2 separate regions of the Gossypium hirsutum genome follow, and region 2 is linked to region 1. A link is a contact called in public Hi-C data. All regions are on one chromosome and are shown on one strand. The core of a region is the stretch at or near the end of the contact, and the rest is flanking DNA. Distances in the headings are between cores, read along the strand shown.

Evidence for each region. Hi-C and Micro-C count contacts between places; a contact is called where the count stands out from the background.
Region 2: a Hi-C map of leaf shows a contact between it and region 1, with 2.6 times the contacts expected there. The contact joins the promoter of LOC107940643 here to the enhancer-like site in region 1. A contact is called at or near these places in 2 of 34 Hi-C or Micro-C datasets (both in leaf).

The regions. Positions count from the first base shown.
Region 1 is chrA09:37,570,568-37,575,199 of Gossypium_hirsutum_v2.1, forward strand. It overlaps the pseudogene LOC107933942. Among protein-coding and RNA genes, the nearest start is that of LOC107933939, 120 kb to the left of the region's middle. Within about 2 kb of position 2,439, at least 2 of the 9 cell types and tissues checked have an H3K27ac peak or open chromatin away from gene starts, as enhancers often do. A contact at or near this core is called in leaf, where this site is marked.
Region 2 is chrA09:38,315,856-38,320,487 of Gossypium_hirsutum_v2.1, forward strand. It overlaps LOC107940643 (protein PSK SIMULATOR 3), which reads right to left and starts at 1,836. Exons shown (of 1, transcript XM_016874077.2): 1 at 285-1,836. The coding sequence starts at 1,683. The coding sequence ends at 331.

The DNA of each region.
Region 1 (4,632 bases), core at 1,189-3,688:
TGACCATGGGTCATTTGTCTTTATGATAAATGATTTAATTATTATTTATAGTAATTGACTTTTCATGATGGAAGAGGTAATAGTTACCATGAGATAAAATAGGATCCTATGAGGGCAACACACTTATGACAAAGTCATTGGACGAGGATTTTTTAAGTAGCTTTCAAAATGGTTTATAATAAGGGAGTGCTCAATCATGATACTTTAGTGGAATTCTTTCATGACTAAATAATGTTGTAATTAATGGGTGAAAGATGAAACTTAATTACAAATTATTTAAGCCCTAATTATATATGTCAAATCGATCCCCCTGCTAGCTTAAGATAGCAAGAAACGAATTGCATGTAGAACCAACAAATATGATATGAATGAAAACGATGAAGTAAGAGAAATAGATCGCATGTATCACTATCCATAGTGAATGCATTTTCCGCTAAATACAAAAGATGACTTTTAAATTAATTTAAGCTTTTTGAATTATTATTTAATTAATTGATAACTTTAACAAAATTAGAATTGGGTTGAGAAAATAATTTAATTGAGAAATTAAATTAGTTGATTTAATTACTTAAATTAATTTATTAAAAAATAATATTGGAGCTAATACATGAAAGGCTCAACTTAAGCTTATTACATGTAAAGGGCGACAAAACCCAATAGTATTACTAGGGGTGTCGCTGCCCCTAGTACTTTAGTTCTACTAGAGCATTGTATTTTTTATGAAAATATTATTATATAATTAGACCTTATTCGAGCAGAACTCTTGTATTGATTCTCTATATATAGGAACTATGTGTTAAGCAATTTACAACATTTCACATACGACATTATTCTATCAAAAATAATGGAAATTTATTTTACAGAATAAATTATATTTTCTGAGAAAAACACATAGTTTTTAGGTAAAAAGAATTAATTTTCTTACTAAAAGTTAAATAAAAGTTTTGATTTTCTGATTGAGTTCATATTACTCGAGCCTACGCTTGTGGTAATTCATGGTTCGAGAATAATGGAGAAGGTTATTTGATAGAAAGTCGAGATAGACTTTAGACCATCTCGTACAAAGTACAAGTAATTTTCTATTAAGCTTATTTTTATAAATAACACAACGGCTCGATTTCAAAGAGAATTTTTTAAACTTCCACTGTGCCTATTGACACTGCTTTCTAAATTGATTTTTCCAACACAGCCTATGTACATGCCATTACAAAACCTTCTAATACAGTAATACAAAGGAAACTATGTCTTTCTAGTCTCAAACAATGATGTGTTTCTTCTAAGACCCGATCTCTACTTTCTTAGAAAGGTTTTCTACCCACACATTTAAACCACTAATGCATAATGCATTAAGCTCAAAGAGTTTAGTAACTACGCTAGGACATCCAATTTATCATTCTTACAGTTTGTGTCAAGTCTTTTTACAAATTAAAAGCTTCGCTTTGACTAAACCACTGACAAGTTACCAATTTTTTAGCTCATTGTTTGTACCATGCTCATTTTCCACTAGCCTACATGGCTTCCTTTATTTCAAAACCTATCAATATAAAACTTATGTTCATTTCACTTGTTTGAAATATAGCTCTTTAATGTTAAAATTCTTATTTCACTAATTCAAAATATTAATGAAATTGATGTTTACACTTAGGTCCACTCTTATTTAATTATTCATTTTTAAATCATATCAATTTATTCGTGTCCATTTCGACACTTACTATAATTGTAAGTTCAATTATCATTACTCATGAACACTTACCATGTCACTTTTGTTTCAATTTTAACAAGACATGTTTATTAATAATTCTTATTAGTCAAATTTTAAAACATTTCACCCTTAATAAATCTTAGCAAAATATACTTGGATACTCAAGATTCCAACTGAACACCCTAACATATATTGCTCTAAAGGCAAAACCATAAACACCTTGAAAAAAGATCCAAAATGCACTTATGTGCTATGCCATAAGGTATATAACCTTGCCTTAACACTAAATGTCAATCTTCAATACTAATGCACATACTAATCTTTATGACTTAGCAATTTTATCCTAACTATTTCACCAAATTTATTAGGGCACTTTAATATTTAATCACTTTGAGCAATAAATAATAGTTTGTGCATTTGTGGTATATATATATATATATAAAGAATCACTTTTTAAGTGCTTATTGAGCTATTTCATTAACATTTCATAAGTATTCATCTTCGTTTATCAATGAACAACACAATTACATACACTTGTAAGGAAAAAGAAATCACTTTTTAGTTATATATGTAATAGTCACACTAATATCACTTGGGTGAACTATGCCACCAATTACCCACGAATGCGCCCTGAAATATAGAATACCATTGCCCGCTTTGTTTGTGCTTGGGTATACATATAGATACAATTGGATTTGTTCAATGGGTTGGACTTTTTGTTTTGTATGGGTTTAAATTAATTGAATTGGGCTACCAATATGTATTCGGTTTAAACTTAGGGTTTTATTAATGTTTGCTTGTTTGGTTTGAGAAATTAAAGTGACAACCGATCAAGTAAGTTTATTTAAATCGAACTTTCGTTTTTATAAAAGTGGAACTCTCTCTCTATATATAAATTAAAGTGACAACTGATAACTGATGCATATGGATACCGAATCTTCAGTGCTAAGTCATTGGTTGTGCATTGTGATGCTACGAACAGATGAAAAGCAATTACACTTACTGTCTCATAGTATATAAATGCTTAACCACATCTATAAAAGTAGATACTTTTCTCTGTTTATTTACGCTGGCTTGGTATTCCGAAATGGTTGAAATGGTTTTTTCTGTTAACGAAGGAGACTGAAATGGTTAATAACATACAGCAATTGGTTTTTAATTGCTCTTATATCATGTGAAGGCTACAAAATTGTTGTAAAAACCAGAAAGAAATGCAGATAAAATTAAAGATCCCCTTGACCTTATATAAAAACATAATGTTTATTTGGAATCATAGGTGACTGAAAATCTAGTTTAAAATGGTGGTAACCATGTGATAGCAATGGGGCTTCTTACTTTGTGCACTCCGTCCTTCCACACCAGCCCTCCAAACTCAGGCATTGTTTGTGGGGATTTTCTTGTGAAACTGATCTTGTAAGACAGTTTCTGGTTTCTTCTAGTGAAATTTAGAGTTTTGGGCTCAACTTTAATGGTGACGCCTTTAAATGGTGAAACTACAACATGGTAATGTGAAGCAGGAGGACCAACATTTGTGACTGTTCTATGGAGAGTCAAAGTTGAAATGGCTGTATCTTCTGGGAAGACAACTGAGATTGCTGGGTAGTTCAAATCTCCTGGAGTGGCAAGGGTGTTGTGATGGCAAGACATATTGGAATGCTTGCTAAAAGCTTTTAGCTGCATTGCAGTCAATTTCTGTGTGCAGAGGAATACAAAGTAATCCTGGGCTGAAATGTCATAGATCAAACCTGGGTCTAGAGCTTTCAAAGGTTGATATGACCAGCTCCATGATCATAGGGAGTGGAAGCTGCTGCAGTGGAAGAGTCTTGGAGTGGATTATGGATGTTATCATGAACATAAGCGGTTGTCATTAGAGCAGATTTAACTGCTGCGGCACTCCAATCTGGGTGTCTGGCCTTGATCAAGGCAGCAATTCCACTAACATGAGGGCATGACATTGAAGTCCCTGATAATATGTTGAATCTCACTCTCCTATGATCTGTTGGAAGACTTGACGGACCCAATTCTCCAGTCCAGGCTGCAAGGATGTTCACCCCTGGCGCAACCACATCAGGTTTGAGAATTTCAAGTGTGAGGAAATTTGGTCCTCTAGATGAAAATGCTGCCACCACTGGTGATGGCCTAACACCCAATCTGGTACCTAAAAAGGCTAGAGTTGCGGTTGGTTTCCCATTTGTTAAGGCATAATGTTTGATTGCTTTCCCTTCCATCTCTCCCACTGCAACTGCTGGAAGTAGGTGACAATCTGCAACAAGCTCCTCCCCATTTGCTGCAGTGTTTGTCAAAATCATTCCTACTCCTCCAGCATCTTTCACTACTTGACCCTTTTGCACTCTAGGACTTATTCCTCGATCACATATCACAATTTTCCCAGAAACAACATGTGGATCCAAAGTTCCCTCTAAGCATAATGAACTTGGATTAGGGCTGCTTGAGTTACTACCCATATAAACAAGAGGGTATTGCTTGTTTGCCTGCAGTAACCTTCGCCCTTTGTAGAGTGAAACTCCAGGTATGGTTCTCCCACTCCCTAGCTTAACATTACCTGGAAAATCTCTATCCATGGTGCTAGCACCGACTGTAGTGATCCATGGTGGTACATTAGTGAGGCTGACAGGATCTGGTCCTCCATTGCCAGCTGAGCAAGAGACAAAAACACCCATCTCCATTGCTCCAAAAGTTGCTATCGCCAAACTGTCGTGAGAGTAAGATAAAGCTCCACCACCCAAAGATATCGACAACACATTCACTCCATCACCCACCGCTCTATCAACCGCTGACAGAATATCCGAGCTGAAGCATCCACCAGTCCAGCAAACCTTGTAGGCTGCAATTCTTGCACCAGGAGCCATTCCTCTAGCTGTTCCATAGGCATAACCAAGAAGATTTGCACCTCGTACCGGAGAGCCAGC
Region 2 (4,632 bases), core at 586-3,085, 740 kb after region 1:
CTACAAAGGAATGAAATTTTTAAAAGAAATGAACATTTTATTTTTTGATCTAATATTGAGGACTAATATATCAATTTTTAGAGTAAAGAAAGCGAAAATCAATTTGGATTCCCAATACAAATGCTTCACCTTATTGCCATGAATATGCATGAAATTTCAAGTCCATCCAATATTTGAGATTCTACTCGGTTCATATCGTTTACATACATCTATGCTATACCATATACAAATAAGGGATTAGAATTGAAGACAAAACCTTGAAAGATCTGAAACTCAGTTCAATCTAAACAAAAAAACATGATGGTAGTATAGAAGTTGCAGAAAACAAAATTAAATGTCATTAAAGTTCGTGCAGTGGAAAAAGGCTTTTGCAGTCATTTCCCTTTCGAATCTCCAAATATAATTCAACCCCACAAGCAGCTCGGTGATAGCTGCTTCGGTCTTTTCTTTATTCGCAAAGAAAAGAGTTTGGAAAAGAAGAATAACATTTGTTTTGGGCAACAAATTCTGGTGCTCAAAGCTCCTTTCACTTTGCCATTTGATCGTGTTGTGTGCCAATGGCGATAACCAACCCAATATGCTTCTCACAGCTGTTCTCCATTCTCCAGCAAGGACTGGATCACTCGCTGATGACAACCCTCTTCCTTTTAATCTACCCCTTAAACACGAACTAATACTGCTAGGAAGCATGGAATAAAGATCGTCTCTTGCATCAATGCCTACTAATTGTGGTGACTTGATCATCTTCTCCATAATGATAATCAAATTCGCATAGTGTAGAGCTAAAGCCGCCGCCCCTAACGTACTTGATGGAGGCTTTAAAAGCTTCGAGTTCGACTCGAAAAAACTTACCGGCTTCGAAGAAGTCTTCAATGGACCTGATACAAAGTGAAAAGTGTCGGGGTTTTGAGTTGGATGGACAGTTGCAGAAGCTGAGAGACTTCGTGGTAAACAAGAAGGATACCCAAACTCAAACCCGAAAAAAACAAGCTTCAACCTTGCTAAAATAGTGAAAATCGATCTCACAAGTATGGAAACAACCATGTCAAAGCTTTTGTTCCATAAACATCTCTCTTTCAAATACTTAACTTCTTGTCTTTGCCAAAAAAGCTTTGTTTGCAGATCAACAATCTTTTGTTCTTTGATTGAAGATGGTTTATATTCTTTACACTTTCTCAAGCAGTTCTCAATTGTAGATAACTCCTCCATTTCTTTATACAAAGTTACCGTAATGGTGACGTACTTGTCCATCTTCTTTCTTTTAGCTTCCATATCTTTAGAACTCAGAACCCAGCCATGTCTATCATGACCCGAGTTAGCGAACTCATCGAACCACCCACCGAAACCTTGAAGATCCGAGTCTTGGCACCTTTTGCTTATCCTGGAAATGGATTTTGCTACTACCCTTATATTTTCAGCCATTTCAGCACACGCCAACCCTAACAGGAAAGACTCATCGTTAGAAACAATCTTGTGGACTCCTTCGAGAGATAAAGATTCATCACGAAGACGAATTATAGTCGTATCTGAAAGACAATTCCAGAGCTGTAGAAGCTTTGACATATGTCCAGCGATTTCAAAGGATAAAACCCCAACGTTGGCTTTATGATTTGAAGATCTTGCAGTATCAAGGGTGTTGGATATGGTTTTTTTGAGTTTTATGAGCCATGTTTCAAGAGCCATGAGGCAAAGAAGAAAGGAATGGATCCACTGAAACAAATGGAATGCAAAGAGAAATAATTGAAGAGTGGAAGTTTGCAGAGATAAAAGAGATAGTGAATGAAATGGGAGGAGTTGAAAATTTTTGCAGATTTGAAGCTCGTGGGATGTTGATTGAGCCCATTATAGAAATAGCAACTCCATTATAAATTGTTCCATTTTTCAAAATTAAATAAACAAAGGGAAACTACAATTTTTTTTTTTGCCCAATTATAAAAAGCTATAAAATAACTTTTAATTATTTATTTTTTCCTTTAATCACCAGTCAATTGTTAAAAAAATGAAACTTTAAAAAATAAAAGATAATTTGAGTGATAAAAAAATAAAATTAAATAGTTAAATAATTTTTTATGATTAAATGACCACAAAACAAACAAAACTATAATTGAGTAACTAATATGATATACCTATAAATAAATAAAAATAAAAGAGAGCTTGGGGAAGAGTTCCATTTCAAATAGATGCAGAGCAGCGCGTGATCGATGGAGTAACCGGATTGCTTATTTGTCTTTTTTGGATTTGAAAAACAATGACTTTAAAAGCGAGTGGGGCATATTTAATGGTTTCAATATTTGTAATAAAAAGGGGAAAAAATATTTTGTGGTTTTCTTTTTTCTTTTTGATTCATTTAATCAAATAAAATGATCTAAAGTTAGATGTTATTAAAATTGATGACTCAATGAGTTGGACTGATATGAATTATTGTAAATCGATAAAATTGATAATAACAATTTAATCAATTCAGTTAATTATGATTTTTTTTCTATTTTTGTTATTTTTATAAATTTATTTATTTTTATCTGATTAATATTAAATTGATGGTACAACACATTAAACCGAAAATTAATGAATTAATGGGTTCAACTATAATTTTCAGTTAGACCACCACTCTAAACTCTTATAACAGTGACAATATCTGATCATTTCACTTGTGTTTGGTAAAAGAAACTTTACTTCCTTTTCTGGTCTGTTTTTTTCTACAATGACGAAAGTCCATATTTATCCTCTTCATATTTTGATTGATATTCAGGATACGTTTGATTCACTATAATAGAATAAAACTGTAATTGAATAGAACTGTAATAAAATAGAGTTGTAATCAGTAATTCAACTGTTTAGTTGAATGGAATGAAATAGAGCTGTAATAGTATTCTTGTGTTTGGTTGAATGGTATGATGTTGTAATAGCATAAAGAAAAAAACTAAAATGACCATAATACCCTTAGCAGAATTTTTTTTAGGCAGATGATTATTGTTATTATTATTAATTTTAATAAGATTATTATTGAAAATAATTTAATAAAAATAATAAATAATTTAACCATATTTTAACATAATTATTATTAAATATAATTTAATAAAAAATATAAATTAATAACATTCTTAATATAATTATTATATGAATTAAAAAAATCAAAATATATAATACTATAAAAATATATATAATCTACTTTATTATTTTTAAACTGCAATACATATTTAATGTGCTAAAACATCATTAGTGAAATAAATAATTTAATTATTCTACAATTAAAATAAAATATTGAAGTAATAAATAACTTGAGAATTATATTTCACATCCAAGCATAATATTCATATATTAACAAAAAGTTACATGATTTCATTAGTTTATATGTCATAATCCATATGTTTTAAAATTTTATAACATCAAAAAGTTGCAACATTGTAATGACATCCTATCATGTCATTATACCATCCAAATATTACAAACACAAAAAGTTACCAAAATATCATCAATACAACCATGATTTTTAATGGACAGCAAGAAATCTTCTGACCTATTCCAATCGCACAGTAGAAGGTAAACTAAAGAAAACGAGCATTTGTGTTGGATGATCTGGAATTTTGTTCAATGCTCGATAATGCTCATCCTCAGTTAAACCTTCTACTTCACGTAATGTTGGATATAATTTCAGCGCACTTTTTTTGAATGGTCATTTCTGACTTTTGTTGAATTAGCACTTCAAAGGCAATACACTTACAGATTTCAAGGCCAACGGTCTATATATTTTCCGCCAATAAAGTGGCAGCATCATTAAATGAAGTAGAATAATCACTTGCATCAGAAATCCTTTTTATCTTCTTTGAAAATGTGGAATCACCTTGGTTTTTAGCTAGTTGCGGTTGTGTAGCTGAAAGATCCATGTCATCCAAAGAGACATCATTTTCGCATCAATGGAAATCGTTTCTTTCTTCATGAGTATTTGTAGTAGCCACATCCTCAACATCTATTTCTTCAATAATATCAGCGACCGTTTGAGCATCTTTTCTAGTGGCTCGATCTTTTGCGTAGATGGCAGTAAGTTGGTCATAATAAGGGAAAATCTGATGTTTGAATTGAGCAGCTTCTTTATGACTCTATAAAAATGAGGAATTCATATTAGATATAAGTTTGGTCAAAATAAGATAATAAAGAATTGAAATAATTCTTACATTTATATATGAGTTCCACACCGCATCTTCAACAACAACAAGCTACCTATGCTCATCCCAACCAAAGCCGTTATTGTTTTTTTCACTAAGCATGTCATAAACGATTGACCAATACCTTTTCAATGTCCTAATCCTCGATTCAAGATTAGGTTTAGCCTTCAACATGGCATGGGGTAAAACTTTTTCTAACATTTTTTCCAACTCATTTAAATAACCAGCTTTGAATCCCGTATCTGCATTAAAGGTTCCAACATTGTGCAGGTCGACCATACAAGCAACCAACACAGCATCTTCTTCTAGAACCCATTTCCTTTTGGTTCCTCAAGAATTTTGGGAAGAAACACTTGATTGTGAAAAACCTGACATAACTACCTTAAGAAAAAAATGCAAATTAAAATTAAGTTCAATATTATGCATCAAAAGATCAACACTTTATAAAATTATAACACATGATGAATCA